2 separate regions of the Zea mays genome follow, and region 2 is linked to region 1. Evidence: chromatin contacts called from public Hi-C data. All regions are on one chromosome and are shown on one strand. Each heading gives the region's core, a stretch centred on a gene start, on an enhancer-like site or on the middle of the called end of the contact. The rest is flanking DNA. Distances are from core to core; before and after follow the strand shown.

Region 1 (5,282 bases), core at 1,173-3,672:
ATTATTTGGAGGTTTCCATGTTTTATAGAGAAATTTGGAGTGATTCACAAAAGTTCAGTTTAGGTTCAGACTAGGATTTCTGAAAATCATATCAACTAGTCAACTTTGGTCCTTTATAACTTCTGATCTATAAACATTTTGAAGGTTGTCATTGTAACAAAGTTATAGAGCTGTGTGAGGAGTGTGACTTTGATTAAGTAACCTAGCCTTAAATCTATATGGAATTTGGAGAAGAACTGGTCTAAAGAAGAGCTGTTAGAAAATATGGATTTCAGACTTAGGGCCCGTTTGTTTCGTTGGAATTGAATTCCATTTTAATAATTATACTTTAGACAAAACTAATTAAGTTTATATATTTATATATGTAATATATTTGTATATTATCCTAAATCATATGAGAGAGATAGTTATATACTACATTTATGTTATAGAGGCGCAAGTAGAAGAATGTGCTATAAGTTGTACATCGGAAAAATAGCATGTAAATCTATAGAATCCATTTCCATCTCTCACCTCATGAATTTGAGGTAGGCTTATATGATAACTTTGGAAAGTGGTGGAATGTCATATTCTACAAAAAAATAGCCTATTCCATTAGTAATATTCCAATTCCTCGAAATGAAAGGAAACAAACGGGGCCTTAGTGAAATTCAGATTCTGAATTTCAGCAATTGGAGCAAACTTTGGGCTATTGTAGTTTGGAATCCAAGAGGTTTTGGTTAATGGTCACTGTATCAAACTTGTAGAGGAACTATAGGAGTATAAACTTTATTAAGCAACTTGCCCCTAGAAATATTTGTAACTCAAGAAAAAGTGTGGTTCCAAGTGGTGCTGCTGTATTTCTGAATTTTAAGATTGGAAACAGTAACTGAAACTGAGTTTCAGTGTTTTGATGGCTGTTTGAAATCTGGTTTGTGGCTAGCCTATAAGGTTTTAGGCTATGGTATTTGTAGATGAAATAAAGACCATGCGATGGTGAATAATTTTCAGTAAGTGGGTATAGCATGATCCTACACCAAAAGTGGAGTAAAACTGACTCAAAGTTGGACTATCAGGTGACTGAAACTGAGTTGTATTCAGTGAACTGAAGACTGAATTTCAGTGTTGGGTGCTCTGTTTGGAGCTATGTGGTAATTAATCAATGGAATATGAGCCCTACTGTATGTAGATAAGTTAAAGATCATCTGAAGGACAACAAGTTTCATGTAGAGAGTTGGCTTGATATGGGTCAGGATTTAGAGAAAAAGGAGTGGCAAAACCCTCTGTCAGACCTAGTGTATGTTGTTTCAGACAACTGAAACTGAATTTCAGCGAATTTGGCTAACTTTGGATCACCATAACTTTTGTTCTATATGTTTTTAGTTATGGATTGCTATATAAAAGAGGAACAGCTATGAATAGAGAATAATATTGATGAAGGGAGAGTGGTCTGTTAGTAAAGAAATTGGGAGATCAAAGGCACTGAATAGTAAGGTCAGATAGGTACATTGCAGGTCTGATGCAGTCGACTGTTAATATTGTTCAGTGTTTTTCTCTAGACTTTGGAGCTAGTTTGTGGTTGATCCAAGGGGTATAAGCCTAAGGTACATGTGGAGAAATACTAGAGGGTTGTTTGGTGGACAAATTTTATTAAGCATGCTCTCCCTATTGCTATGTAAAACTGGGAGGTTAAAGGGGATCAACAGTGAGGTGTGCAATAGGATAATATGATAGATGAAACTAATTCAGAGTTGGTTTGATAGCTGAAGAAGAATCTCCCTGCTATGGTTGCACTTGTGTGTATAGTTGGAGATATGGAGGAAGTATATGAACAAGGATCTAGAGGCCCCTCCCAATTGGGAAATGTCAAGTTTGGACTGGGGTGTGCTGTGGACTGTAAGGCTGTTTCAGTGGAGTTCATTACTGAATTGGAGACTCAAGAAGATCTTTCCCCCCCTGCTGATTTGTCTGCTAGTGTTACTCGAATTTTGGATAATGGTAAAGTAGAGATATTTAACTGAAGGTCTAGAGACCTCACTTGCTGCTAGGAAAATATCTAGTTTGGACTGACTTAGGAGCAGTGGCAGTGAGGTATTTAATTGTTTTGTTTTGCTGTCTGCAGTAGGGGACAAAAGAGATACATATATGTGTATAGTTGAGATAAGTGTGGAGGGTATAACTGAGGTCTAGAACCCACCCTCGGCTGGAAAGAATATTCAGTTCTTGGACATATTAAAGCATATCCCTAACTGATATTTGTGTGGAGAAAATGGACCAGGTTCAGTGTCCTAACCAAGGTTGTGTACTGGTGGGGTATGAGAGCATGTTAGCCACGTGTTGAAGTCCATATGTGCTGGCGCTCTAGGACACACTGCTTCACTGCATGTTGGCCATGTCTAGGGACGTTTGCTATATATATGGTGGCTCTGAAATCTAGTTCAGTGAAGGATTCACCTGGCCTTCGGATTCTAGCCCTAGACCAGTGTAAAAGTGTGGAAGTCCTTGTGCTCCAGTTGATGCCAGTCTCTTCCCAGCCACTAGGTTTGCTCTGCACAAGTGTTGGCACACCATCGGTCTGCCAGTAGTGACCACGCCGGTCAGTTTGGCCATGTCGCCGTGGCCAAGACAACTCAGCAAGGTACACGATCGTACTATGTTTGTTCTGTGATCAATCCATGTGCTTTTAGGCTCTAGTTTCTGTAGCAAACTTGGAGATAAATGTTGGGGGAGTAACCCTTGGTAAGGATCATGCCCTTGAATATGCTTAGAACAGGGAGAAAATTGCGTTCCAAAACATGCTGTCAGACTTTAATTTCAGACTTGATTCAGTTATCTAAAACTGAATTTCAGTGAGTTTTGCTCAACTTCGGAGCTTTCTTGTGGCTAATATATGGGGTTATGGACTATGGTTTCTATAGTAAAATGGAAGACCATACAATAGTGAACAAGTTTTCTTAAGTAAGGTTGACTTTGTACTGCATGAAAAGTGGAGTAATAGTTGCTTAAAACTGGGACTGTCAGTTACAGAAACTGAATTTCAATCAGTGCCTGAAAGCTGAAGTTGCACTGTTTGGTGCCAGTTTGGGAACACTTTTGTGACCATTCCACCAGGTGCTAGGCTAAGAACTATGTAACAAGGTTGGAGACCATGTAAAGAAGTACATGTTTTGCTATGTGGGTCTGACTTGGTGCTTAACAAATTTAGAGTAAAATGCACCTAAACTTCCTCTGTCAGACTGTCTGGGGGACTGTTTCACTTCAGCTGAAACTGAACCTCTTAGTGTTTTTGCTCTGCTTTTGTGTCCCATAATTTTTGTTCTATGTGATTTCAGCCTAGATTTAGTTGTTTCCTTTTATTCAATTACCCGACAACTTGGAAATGATGCCAAAAATTGTAGAAAAATCCAAAAATTGTGGGACAAATTTTGTTGGATGTCTAAAATCAAGAGCCCTCTGGTAAAGTTGGTTTTAGGATTTTTAGATCAGTTAGCAAATTTTAAGTGAATTAAAGATGTGTTTGGAAGGATTATTGGAATTTTAGAAATAAAAGTTGAGCACAACAAATTGTGAAAACTTGTGGAAAGTCTTGTTATCAGAAGATAAACTCTTGGTAAAAGTTTGGGACTGTTTGTAAGCCATTTGCTCAGAAATCCTTGTAGAGTCCCTAATTGGAATAATAAGAAGAATATAATCACATGTGGATTAGAAATTTGGAAGAAGGAACAAGTTTAACAAGTGAAACCTGATCTTTGGATAAAGAAGCAAGAGTGCCTAGTAGGATCTGGATTTTTGGCGTAGTTTGAAGATTGTTCTAATCCTCTAGAAGTTCAAGTTGTAGGATTCAAGTCAGAGAAGTAAGTCCTTACTTAAGGCAAGCATAGAGTTCTTGGTTATGGAGGTAGAGTTCCCTTGTGTGGCTTGAGAGCTTAGTGATGATATTAGAATGTTTGGCTCCCCTGTTGTTTGGTTAGTTTTGTGTGCACCTTTAGTAAGGTGTAGTTTGTATTGCTTTAAAGTATCTTCTTTGTAGTTGCACAAGTATATGCATTTATGTTCATATCATTTCATGTAGAGCTCCGAGCAGAAGGAGTGTAAATTCAAGACGAAGTGGTTGTGGAAGAGGAGTTTGCTCCAGTGCCTATTCAGCAAGTGGATGGAGCTATCTAACTGGTTATTGGGTAGAAAGGTCTTAAGCCTCTTCACTGCAATAAAGGCAAGCCCCGGTGCATTTGCCCCTTCCTTGTATTTTTAAAAGACTTTTATACACTTTAAGTCTAGTGAAATGTGCATTAAGTTTATAGGTATTGTTTGAAAACTATTTGATGCATCGACTACCTTGAATCCATGCCTTTATAGATACTTCTGATGAAGTATCAAAATATGATTTACAAAAATGCTTAGCCCTGCTTAGATCTTATGGATAGAGGTTGTCTTTTGAATTAATGCCTAGCTCAGGGTTATCCTGAGGAAGGATGGCTTCTACCTGCAAGAATATTTTCATTGGGAGCATGGTGGGATCTTACTGCAAAGTTCCCTATAATGCTCTTTTCATCCTTAGGAACACAAAACAATCCTAAGGGTGGAAGTACTTAAATCGATACTTGGGCTAGGAACAGGTGATGCTCCACCCAGGTTAATTAAGGATTGGATGCGTATGTAGGCCTATATGATCAAGGACTATCTTAACTGGCCACATGCCCTGGATATGGGACAGGGTAAGCTTGAACCCGGCTATTCCATACGTGAAAAGACAACCGCGCACTGGGCATGGGAGATGGTGGGAGTAGCTGAGAGCACCTAGAGGGGGGGGTGAATAGGTGATCCTGTGAAACTTAAAAACTTAAGCCACAAAAACTTGGTTAATCGTTAGCACAATAGTTGCCAAGTGGCTAGAGATGAGTCCAAACACGATAACCACAAGAAATCAAGCACAGAGATGACACGGTGTTTATCCCGTGGTTCGGCCAAGTACAAAACTTGCCTACTCCACGTTGTGGCGTCCAACGGACGAGAGTTGCACTCAACTCCTCTCAAGTGATCCAATGATCAACTTGAATACCACGGTGTTCTTCTTTACTTTGATCTTTTCCCGTTTGCGAGGAATCTCCACAACTTGGAGTCTCTCGCCCTTACAATTGAATTTCACAAAGAAGTACGGAGTAAGGGAGGGAAGCAACACACACAAATCCACAGCAAAATGCGCACACACACGGCCAAGAAACGAGCTCAAAAGACTATCTCAAAGTTCTCACTAGAACGGAGCTCGAATCACTGAGAATGACGAACGAATGCGCAAAGACTGA
Region 2 (5,282 bases), core at 2,017-4,516, 410 kb after region 1:
TTCTTCACCTCTTACTTAGGTAGTATTTTAGCTCTGCATTCCCGTAGGAACGACTTTGGAACTTTTTTACCTTTACTATTACAGTCGATGGTGTAACCACAGATTTATTACAACATGTTGAAGCTTGCACCTTCTTAGATTGTTTCTGAGGCAAGAACATGAAAACAAGAAAATGAAAATTACAATAGGTGTATATGAAGTTTTTAACCCAGCCCCTCTATAGCTTCAGTAAATGTGCCTCGAATCTGGAACATTGCTATTAACTGTCCGAGCTTCGGACTCTTCTCTTGCATCGCGTTGTTGCTGAATTTGGCGTTGCCCTTCAGGTTGTTGGTGTGGGATGAAGTTGGAGCCATGACCGGTGGTTGTGGTAAAGCCCATGCAGCTGGAGAGTGGCTTGCCGAAGCTACTGAAACTGTAGGTTATGAAAATGGCTGTTGATTGCCCACATACTCAGGAATATGGGGAATAACACGAAGCAATATGTAGGACTTGCTTTGGCTGATTCTGTCGTGCTTCAGCCTCAGCTATCTTCTTTTGCTTCTATATTGTAACTAGGCAGATCCTAGTTGTGTGCCCCTTATCCTCTCCACAGGACAAGCCAAACAACCTTCTTGGTTGTGAGTTGAATCTTCTTCCGAAGCTTTGTACCCCTCTACCTCTTGGGGCTGGTGGTCTAAAGGAGCTTTGTTGCGTCCCAGTTGACTGGGAAGTGTGTTGGTGCCCTTGGTTGTGATTGCCTCTATCTTCACTTTGGTTGGGATTGTGTATCATCCTAACATGCCTTGGGTGGAGCCTTCCTCCGAAGCTCCTGGTCATCTCAGAATATCTGTAAGCTTCCTCCCTTCTTTGCCAAAAGTCATTGTCAGCTTTGATGTACTCATCCATCTTCTGGAGAAGCTTCTGCAGGGTTTGTGGGGGCTTCCTGGTGAAATATTATGCTGTTGGACCTAGACAAAGTCCCTTGACTATGGCTTCAATGACAATCTCATTTGGCACCATTGGCGCCTGAGCTCTGAGACGCAGAAACCTTCAGACGTATGCCTGCAAATACTCCTCATGGTCATGTGTGCACTGAAATAGGGCTTGAGCAGTCACTGGCTTCGTTTGAAAGCCCTGAAAGCTAGTGACTAATATGCCCATCAACTTCTACCATGATGTGATTATTCCTGGCCGAAGAGAAGAATACTAGGTTTGAGCAACACTCGTGACTGCCATGACGAAGGATTTTGCCATGATAGCGGTGTTGCCACCATATGATGATATAGTTGCTTCGTAACTCATGAGGAACTGCTTCTGGTTCGAATGCCTGTCATACATGGGAAGTTGGGGTGGTTTGTATAAAGGTGGCCATGGGGTAGCCTGCATTTTTGTAGCGAGGGGGGAAGCATCATCAAAAGCAATGTTATCATGATGAAAGTCATCATACCATACGTCATCATGGCTTGGGCTTTCTTGACAAAGCTCTCTCTACTGTGGCTAATGCCCTTGCTCGTTGTCTTATGTGATGTGACGCATCTCTTCGGCTGCTTCATCAATCTTTTTCTGGAGCTCAGTCAGCCAAAGCATCTTCTCCCTTCTTCTCTCCACTTGTTGATGAATAGCTTCTAGATCCCTAATTTCTTGGTCCAACTCTTCTTCCTGTGGTGTTGGGCTAATAGTTTTCCTTTTCTAGCTTTGGACCTCCCTTAGAAGGAGTCCATCTTGATTGGTGCCCAGTGGTGCAAGGGCAGCCCCTAGCACTGCTGTCTTCGGTGGCATGACGAAGGTAGTTGTTCGAGTTTTTCTTGACGAAGGTGGTCGTTTGAGTTCACCAGAGGTGGGCGCCAATGTTGGCCACTTATTTTCGATTGTTATGAATCAAGAATAAGGCAACACATTTGTTAAACGTTAAGGACCTTCGTCCTTCGAAGCATTATTCCCCTTCGGGTATAATGAAGCTTGGACGAAGGTTTTGAAGAACATGTCTTCATCAATCATAGATATAAAAACATAGTTACCAATGCAATATCATGCAACATATTCATTTTACTGAATGTATTAATAATATCAAAGTTCATATTACATTGGTACCTTCGGCTTGTTTGAAGGCAATGACGTGAATGCAATTACAATCCAGCGTGAATAGTACGAGAGTACTGTTCATCTATTTATAGGCAATCGTACAGCTTCATACGATATTACATACATACCCTCAAAAATTACATACAAGGTTTACAAATGACATGAGGACAGTACTGTCATTTGCACTTAACAGCTTGAACAACACCTTCTTCTTACGTCTCCTACCTGCTTCATCTTGATGAAGCTTGCTCCGTCGTACTTCCATCGATCTATATCGAAGCTTTTCTGGTGACGAAGCTCCTATAATACTTAATAATATGCTAAAAACAAATGGTTAAGCGTGTTTTTGAGGATCTTCGGAAGACGAAGGCCCCCAACAAGTTCTAATCTTTTCACTTACATGGTTCACATTCGGTTTGCCTTCTGAAACCGAGTGTGACATAAGTGGGGGTCTGCACCCGCCCATGAGGTCCGGACCATTGGTGTTATTCCTGAGCTTTTCCCCTCCCAGGACATGTGGCAACATAGGACCTGCTCCTGAGCCGGGAGCAGGTCCAGAGGCCAACGACCCTATCAAACGTGTGCGGTCCCGTGGGCCCGGCTGCTCAGTTCCTTAGTGTGCGGTAACCACATAGGTCTCTATCTTGACACAGTACAAGTGGGTACCCCAGTTACGGGGTACCGACAAAATCAAACTCCCTCTAAGAGCAAGGTTAATAGAAGAACCAACTGAAGGCTCCATACTCTTGCCACATCATGAAGAGCCAATAATAAAACTAATACATATAGCAAGCTTATTCTCATCTAATTTGATTAAATTAAGCTGAAGATATTCAATGTTTGACATAGGAATCATTTGGATTGACTGGAAAAAGAAAGAGCCAACCTTAACTCCCGCAGCAGGATGCAAGGAGACTCTTTCTCATGGTAGAATGCGCTGGAGGGAGACTGCCACCTAGGTTTTGATGACATGAAGTTGTTTAGAGCCCGCTTAGTCAGCCTTATTATACTTTTTCTAAGGTCTTTGTTTAGATACTCTTTTATTCACTTTAATTTATATGTATTGAGGGAATGAGTGTATTAAAAAAATCTAATAAGATCGTGTCGAGTAGTCTATCTATATATATTCATTAAAATATTATTTTATAATATAGATTATAAATATAAGTTTGAATATAGTTACAGAGACGAGAGAGCGACGGTGTGATTCCCCGCCTATCGGGTCGAGATCGGGAGGCGGCGCGGGGATCACATCTCGCCGCGGCGGTTCGCGCTGCCAGCGAGTTCATTCAGCCCGCGAAGGGAAGGAAGCTGCCCATCGCCGTCCGGTGGTTATAAAACTCACCTCTCCGGCCCCCCTTCCTCTCTTCCTTCTCTTGCACTACCCAACCACTCCCTCCGCGTCGATCGATCCGTACCGCCTGGGAGGCAGCTCGACGTTCAACGAAAGAGAGTGAGAGCACGGTTCGTCGCGGGGGAAGCAGAGCAGGAGAGGAGCTGACGCGGCGGCGGGGGCGAGAGTCGGCGGGGAGGCATGGACGGGCACGGCGGCGGAGCCGGTAAGCTGACGAGGACGCCGTCGTCGCTACTCCGGTCGCCTACCATGCGCGCGGGTCCCGGCACCGCATCGTTCCACGCGCTCGACGACCCGGAACCCGACGACAAGAAGGCGCAGGCGCCACTGGGCAAGCCTCGGGCGCTGCTCCGCCGGGCCCACCACCGGTTCCGCCCCGGCCCGGCCCAGTCCGCGCTCCTCCTCCTCCTCCCGGTCCTCGCGCTCGCCGCGCTGCTCATGCGCGGGGGCGACGGCGGCCACCACCTCGCCCTCCTGGCGGCCGCGGCGGGGTTCGCCCTCGCCGCCGCGGCCGCCGTCGCGCGGCTCCGCGGCGCTCGCCCGCGCTCCCCGGCGCTCGAGGCCTCCGTGCGGTGGTTCATCGGCGAAGATGACGACGAGGAGCAGCGGGACTGGAAGCGGAGGGCGGGGCTCGGGCTGGGGCTGGGACTGGGGCGCCGCGCGGAGGTGCGGGAGGGCGTCGAGTTCTACAGCAACGGGGACCGCTACGAGGGGGAGTTCCACGGGGGCCGCTGCAGCGGCAGCGGCGTGTACAGCTTCTTCGGGAAGGGCAAGTACGAGGGCGACTGGGTGGACGGCAAGTACGACGGCCACGGCGTCGAGAGCTGGGCGCGCGGCAGCCGGTACCGCGGCCAGTACCGGCAGGGCCTTCGCCACGGCCACGGCGTCTACCGATTCTACAGCGGCGACGACTACGCCGGCGAGTGGGCCGGCGGCCAGAGTCACGGTATCGGCGCCCAGACCTGCTCCGACGGCAGCACGTACGCCGGCGAGTTCAAGTGCGGCGTCAAGCACGGCCTCGGCTGCTACCATTTCAGGTGAACACCGTGAAGCACGGCCTCGCCTGCGCTACCATTTCAGGTGAACACCGTAACATCGGTTGCAGAACAAAATCCTCTGCAGGAACGGCGATCTGTACGCGGGGGAGTACTTCGCAGACAAGATCCAGGGTTTCGGTGCGTACAGATTCGCCAATGGACACAGCTACGAGGGATCTTGGCACGAAGGAAAGAAACAGGGGTTCGGGATGTACGTATTTGGGAGTGGGGATGAACGAGCCGGGGAGTGGGATTCTGGAATTCTGAAGAGCTCCTTGCCTCTGTCAGACCCAGCTGTTCAGCGTGCCCTGCAGGTATTCAACAATTCCCAACATTTATAATTGATACGCCGCCTCCATGCTTCAGTTGCTCAAATTCTCTCATTGTGCAACTAGGCTGCTCGAAGGGCTGCAGACAGCGCCTTTCACCTCCCAAGAGTACAAGAGCAGGTGAACAAGGCCGTCATGGCTGCAAACAGAGCGGCTACAGCTGCCCGTGTCGCTGCGATCAAGGCAGTGCAGAACAGGATAGATGGCAAGCTCTGTTTCATCGATGTGTGAATTGGGTTCAAGAATTGTGCCCTTCACCTGTTAACAGGATAGACTAGCCAAGAGCGGCAGTGACTAGCTGCTGAGTTTCGCGACCGGAGCAGCACAACCGCATGCTCCGTGTTGGTTGGAGAGACCAGTACGGTTGGCGGCAGCCACCAATGGGCTGAACTGCTGCTGTTTTCTTGAAGTGGTTCACCTCGTGCTGGATCGCTGAGAGCAAGTTCACCCTATTCCTCTTCCTCCTTGTGCAGACTGCTCCATAGTCCATGTCTCCAC

The links. A called contact is a pair of places that touch in the nucleus more often than the background predicts.
Region 2: a Hi-C map of ear shows a contact between it and region 1, with 2.1 times the contacts expected there. The contact joins the promoter of LOC103653290 here to the promoter of LOC100277749 in region 1. A contact is called at or near these places in 3 of 25 Hi-C or Micro-C datasets (ear, leaf and tassel).

Annotation. Positions count from the first base shown.
Region 1 is chr4:59,027,816-59,033,097 of Zm-B73-REFERENCE-NAM-5.0, forward strand. It overlaps LOC100277749, which reads left to right and starts at 2,423. Exons shown (of 3, transcript NM_001364101.1): 1 at 2,423-2,617; 2 at 4,052-4,192. The coding sequence starts at 2,588.
Region 2 is chr4:59,437,532-59,442,813 of Zm-B73-REFERENCE-NAM-5.0, forward strand. LOC103653290 (junctophilin-4-like) reads left to right here and starts at 3,267. Exons shown (of 3, transcript NM_001323537.1): 1 at 3,267-4,455; 2 at 4,541-4,769; 3 at 4,851-5,192. The coding sequence starts at 3,599. The coding sequence ends at 5,015.